2 separate regions of the Gossypium hirsutum genome follow, and region 1 is linked to region 2. A link is a contact called in public Hi-C data. All regions are on one chromosome and are shown on one strand. Each heading gives the region's core, a stretch centred on a gene start, on an enhancer-like site or on the middle of the called end of the contact. The rest is flanking DNA. Distances are from core to core; before and after follow the strand shown. Region 1 has its middle 2.9 kb from the start of LOC121214779. Region 2 holds the start of LOC121214778 (protein NETWORKED 3C).

The links. Hi-C and Micro-C count contacts between places; a contact is called where the count stands out from the background.
Region 1: a contact with region 2 is called in a Hi-C map of leaf, with 4 times the contacts expected there. The contact joins the enhancer-like site here to the promoter of LOC121214778 in region 2. A contact is called at or near these places in 3 of 34 Hi-C or Micro-C datasets (all in leaf).

Annotation. Positions count from the first base shown.
Region 1 is chrD02:64,607,381-64,610,571 of Gossypium_hirsutum_v2.1, forward strand. No RefSeq gene overlaps it. Among protein-coding and RNA genes, the nearest start is that of LOC121214779, 2.9 kb to the right of the region's middle. Within about 2 kb of position 1,406, at least 2 of the 9 cell types and tissues checked have an H3K27ac peak or open chromatin away from gene starts, as enhancers often do. A contact at or near this core is called in leaf, where this site is marked.
Region 2 is chrD02:64,502,982-64,506,168 of Gossypium_hirsutum_v2.1, forward strand. It overlaps LOC121214778 (protein NETWORKED 3C), which reads left to right and starts at 1,732. Exons shown (of 2, transcript XM_041088996.1): 1 at 1,732-1,892; 2 at 1,972-2,939. The coding sequence starts at 1,820. The coding sequence ends at 2,630.

The DNA.
Region 1 (3,191 bases), core at 156-2,655, 100 kb after region 2:
TGGCTGAGTCATACATTAAATTAAATTGATCTCTTAAGATATAAAGGATTTATTAGTATAATTTTGTTTAGAATTTTTTTTTTAAAATTTAATTCCCTAGTTATTATAATCTAATTATATCTTTAAAAATTATAAATAAAATTCATCATAGTTAATTATCGTTTGTAATTCACCCAATTCTCAATTCCTATTAAGAATTAGAGTAAATAATTGAGCGCATAAACTACACTCAATCCCTTGGGTGTCACTAGTTATAATAGTTACCTAAACAACAACAGAAGTATAATTACAAGTAATTACACCCATATCTAACTATTGTTGCTTTACAAATACATCCTTAATCTTATCAAATCTAAATGGTATAATGATTTATTTGTCCCTCCAACTAAAAAAAAAGTCATTTAAGCCCTTCATATCTAACTATGATTTATTTTTACTGAAATAAAAACGGTAAGACATTTTCCTAAATTAAAGGCATCATTTCCCGTGTTTTGTAATTCATTTTACGTTAGGAAATTATTTTCAGCCATACAAACACTAGAAAAGGCTAAAAAGCTTTTCCGGAAAATGTTTTCATGCCAAACAAACGGAGCCTAAGTTTTCGCAATTTTTTAGTCTTTAAACTTGTGTTGTTTGTCAAATCAATCCCAAATGAATGAAAAATTTAACATTTATTAACTTTACCGATATAACATACACGTGGATTGCCATGTGGATGTCACGTCTATAATTAATTAATTTTTAAAATTTTAAAAAATTATAAAAACTATTTTAAAAAATAAAATTTATTAAAAAAGTATAATTTTTTTAAAAAAATTAATTAATTGCTAACGTGACATACGCATGGCAATCTACGTGTATGTCACGTCAACAAAGTTAAAAAATGTTAACTTTTCCATCCATTTTGGGTTGATTTGATAAATAATGTAAATTTAATGGCTAAAAAAGACCCAAAAAATAGAAGGCTAAAATAACTTTTTTGTAAAATTGAAGGGTGATTATGTAAATCTAAAAATAGTATTTACTTTTAGCAGAAGTTTCAATGTAATATACATCAAATAGAAGCTTTGATAATATTAAAATATATAATCTTATCTCTAACAATGGAGAGATTTGTTTTCATCCTACCAAATCAAAAGTCACAACTTGCCAAGCAGCGAGTTAAAGAGGCTGAGGTAACAATCTCGAGTGCATGTAAGACCCAACTCATTCATTCTGAAAAAAGGGCAAAAAAGATTTTAAGTAATAATTAAAGCATCCAATCATGGGCTTAAATTAAATTGATTGGGTAGTGACAAGTGAGCACTGAAGCAATGAAGAGGAGGGGAAGGTTCCCATCCATGGTGACAGATGACACGCTGGATGGACCCTCAGCAACCAAAGCAAAGACAAAGCCAACAATCATCATAAATCATGTAATGCAATTTGGACTCTTGAGATTCTTAAAACTTTTACACGTACCAGTAGCGAGACGTGTTGGCTGTTGAAGCATCGCCTTTTCCATGATGCTGCTTTATTATTATGATGTACTTTTTGGTCCCACTCCTACCAAAAATGACTGCCATCATTCTTTGCAAAGTGCACCAATCAAATATAGATCCTTGGACTGTAGGTGTCACTATCACAACTGGGTCATCCCATGCACTTGCAGGTGAGGTGAGGTGAGGTGAGGTGACCATATAGCTTACCCTTCTTCCTTTCCAATTGCAGTTCAAGAAATATTGTGTGCTAATGCTATACCGTATCCTGTTACACATCCACGCGTGAGGCTGCACCCAACCCCACCCCACCGCAATTGCCTGCTGCCTCTCTTTTTCCTGTTTTCTTAATTTCAGCCGCAATATTGAATCCACAGCTTGTTGCCATTACAGATTTTGTGACTCAGGATGAAAAAAAGCAAAAATGAAGATTGAAGGAAAAGGCCACAAGCTTGGATTGCTAATTATTCCTCTGAGAGAACACTATCTATAGAATATCTGATGCTGAAGCTGAACTTTCAGCCACAGTATCAGGTTCATCTAAGACTCAGCTTGATTTGCATAGTCCAATGTACCACATTATGGATATAAAGTAATCCCTTGCACTCTCTCCTTAAAGATATGAAACTAACCTCATTTTGTTTCATCTGCAAAAAGCTTAGGCACCCATGTTAACATCAGCAATAGCCTAATATGCTTGGAAACTGCAAGTATATATAAATGAATTCAAAACCATGTATTTGATACTTAATAATTTAAAAATTTTCAGTTTTTGAGTCTTAACTCAGTTGGTATCAATAATATTGTCAGTATAGGAAGATGTAAGTTCTAGCATGCTAAAGCATATTTATTCTCCTATTTAAGAGTTGAGAAGGGATTATGGATAATTCAAACATATTAATTTTACTTAAGTCACACTTCAAGAAGGTCCAATTCAATTTATCATATGCTTTGAATTTTTTTAAAAGATTACAACTGATCCAATAGAATTAATTCTTACTTGCTTGAACTAAATAATTAACTCACTCCAACTAATTAACTAGCTAGAATGAATATGAATAAGAATCACAAATTATATAGGATGTGACTCAAACTAAGATTTTAAACTTCGTAAGACTTCAACATTGCAATTAAACCAAAGTCTCATTAAACCAAGGACCTCAACTTTACCAACAAAGGTAGAATGGAACTTAGAAACCAAGCTTTTCATGATAGTCCTCAATCTATTAACCAAAACTTTGTAAATAGTATCAGTAGAAATTTAATTTTGTCCAGATCATTTTAATCTAAAATATGGGTAAATGGATCTCAATAACAATAAAAATAATCAACTTTCAACTCAATTTGGCATTAATGATTATTTTTCAAATATTGAGTTGAATTGTCGAATTTTTAAAGTTTAGCTTAAAATTTGAATTTTGATTTAAATTATTGGCTCACGTCTTAAGTTTAGTTGTTATATTTTGAGCCCAATTAACTTGGTCTGAATTACTGGAGGTAAATATATATTTTTTTATACAATACTTAAAATTGTTCATAATCTCACATCCTTCTATACCGATAACAATATCTCATTAATAGTTATTTTGAATCAAATAACACGTTAAATTTGGAATTAAACCTGATTAATTTCGGATCATTTGAACCTTATTAAAATTAGCCCAATTACATAGACGAATATTTGAATATCCATTTATTGGGTTCGGTCACATT
Region 2 (3,187 bases), core at 482-2,981:
GTCAAGGTAACTTGAATTTGTGGCCTCTCTTTCTATACAAGCTAACATGGTTTAGTAGAAGCCTAGTCAAACAGATCAGTCCAAGAGTACTAAGTCAAATAGTGGTTCTAATTGGAGCTACAATCAAGAATACAAACATCAGTATCAATGTGGCAGGAGCTACTGTAATAGCCTATTTTTAGTGGTATCAGAAAATAGTGGGTTCGAGATCACAATTCTGATGAGGAAGTTCATAATATTATTTATTTAATACTTACGAGGTTAGTAGAGTGTCGTATTAAAAATTGGTCTGGTAATTTTGATGTTTGAGTAGTTATTACGGTAAAAGGACTAAATTGTAAAAATAATAAAAGTTAATTTCTATTGATTTATATTAGTTAAAAGAGTTTAAAAAGTAAATGGTTAAGGATTTAAGTGGCAAATTTCCCTTTTTAGTTATTATGGATGGTTAGTGCATGATTTTTATTAAATTATATGTTAAAATATTAGTTAAAATAAGAGATTAAAAATAATAAAACATAGACAAAACAGCCTATACATTAGATAAGTGAGCAAATCAGTCCCTCCATTAAAATTGCACTGTGAAATGTTTGTTTTGATATTTATATATAAGGTTTAATAAAAAATTCAGCTATCAACCTTTATAAATTTATCCAATTTGACCTCTACTATTTTATTGAAGGTAAATTAATTTTTATTTTAAACTTATAAGACTAAATGCCAAAAAGACCTCAATAACAATTTAAAAAAAAATCAATTAAGCACTTTTCAAATTTTAAAAAAAAAATTTAAGAATCATAAAAATTATAAGCAAAGTTTATAGAAAAAAAAGTTATAACAATTTTAAAATGTTAACTTTTTAAAAAATAACAATATCGACCCAATATAAAGGTAGGGGTCAATTTGTTTTTTAAAACCTTATAACCTTTAAATTTTATTGGGGAATTAAAGATAATTAATCACGATAATAAATGGTTTTTATCAATTGTATTTAATTTTGATTGATATAATATAAAATTAAGCCTCCGTTGTTTACATATTCTATCAATTTGATCCCAATTCTAAAAAAGTATCTAAAAAATTGTATGAAATTTTAAAAAATCTTAAATATTTAAAAAGAATGTACTTTAGCTTCAAAAAAAAAGCAGACAGAATATGTAAACTTTAAGCTCTAAATTTGTTATTATATGAATTAAATTTATTTAAAATTGATGAAAAATATTAATATTGTGATTAATTGTTATAGATGTTCAATTTTAAAATTACCAGAAATTAAATTAATTTACTCAATATCAAAATTAGGAAGGACTAAAAAAGTCTTTTACTTGTTCTTTTCTAAAAAAAAGAGTATGGTTATTGTTTTTCTGTTTTTTTTTTTAATGTGAAATTGGGTAATCAAAGGGAAGGGTCAGTTTTAATGGAGGAGAAAGAGGGGTGGACTAGGTTGATTACAGAACTGCTACTGAAGGGCTTCATACCATTATCCAGGCCTGATACTAGTTTAAACAGGTGTTTAAAATGTAATTAACTATCTTAATAAATTCGATTAATGGAGTTACTTAATTTGTGAAACAAAATATTAAAGCATTTGATTCACATAATCACAATATTAGTAGTTTTGGGCCCATGCATGTTACCCAACTTGTCCTTTCAACCATATGTGGATATTAGTGTTGCATTTGCTTCAAGAAGAGACAAGCTCAATAATATGCCTTGGCTGCAAAATTAGAATTTTTACTTTAGTCATACGCATTAGAAATCAATTCTGTGGGGTTGTTTGCCCCTTCTCCCCCATGGCTTCTTCTGCTTTTCATTTGTCATGTGCTACTTACAACAAACATACTTTGTTCAGTTGATTCGAATGGATCCCATTCATGTCGCTGCCTCCAATGGTAATATTTATAATCATATTGTGCATGCTCATACACTGGTTTAAGTTTTCTGGCATACGCTTGTCAATTGGTTATGCAGACTTTGATATGAAAATAAATGGAATTCTTAGCATTATCCTGCAAGATGAGGGAGATTCATTCGCCAAGAGGGCTGAAATGTACTATCAAAAGAGACCTCAGCTCATCCAAATGGTTGAAGACTTGCACAAATCCTACCGCTCCTTAGCTGATAAGTACGAGCAGCTGAGATCCCAACTCAACCACGGTTCTCATCCAACACTATTATCGTCGTTGTCAAGTCCTGTCAACCAAGTCCAAGGATATGTTGAGTTGAATGCTGAAGATCCTGATCTTGAGACTGAATTCGACGATGATGTCTCGAACCATGTGTCTAGCAAGGAGTCAAAGATGAAGGCAGAGGATAAAATTAGGCAGGGAGAGAAAAAGAAAAGGAGCAATGGCATTGGAATGCAGCGGAATACAAGTGATGGTTATGAAGCGGCCATGTTGGAAAATGAGAAGCTGTGGAATGAACTAAGGTTCAAGGTGTCGGAACTGGTAGAGGATAACTTAAGTCACCAGGCTGAGTTGATAAGGAGAAACGATGAGAAGAGAGAAATAATTAGAGATCTTTGTTCCAAGATGAAGATGGATGAGAACAAGGCCCTGACTGCCAACAACACTCGGTCTCAAGTATCAAGACTAAAGAGGCTATTCCTTGGGAAGTTTATGAAATGAAAGTTCCTGGAGGCAATTTCTTTCAGTATCCTACTTCCTCCCACGATAACAATAAAACTCAGGCTACTATTGCTACACAATATCCCTCTATATCTGGATCATATGTTTCCTTAGGATAGTGTCTAATTATTCTCCTCCATCATGAATGGGCTGATGCTTTGCATAGTATTTCTGATGGATCGTACAACAAGCCCTGATTGATGGGCTGGAGTTCTTTTTCGGCTTGCGCTGCATCATTGTATGCTCCAATTTTATTTCCACGGTAACTTTATTAGAATGTTATATTTTAAGTATAATTTTATTTTTAAATCATTTTTTAATAAATTAATGACTATAAATATAGTATTGCTTTTATCTTTTACTATTTGTCTCGAAGACCAAAATCAATTTAGTCAATGAATTTATTTAAAATTTATTTTTTTACTAAAACTCGATTTCACTCCTAATAAAATAGACTACTTTTCATTCAAATATATTTTTTTGTGTTATTTGAAATACTCAAGAAACTCAATATATAAGAAAATATCATATACTTTTTTGAGATTACCAAAAATAAA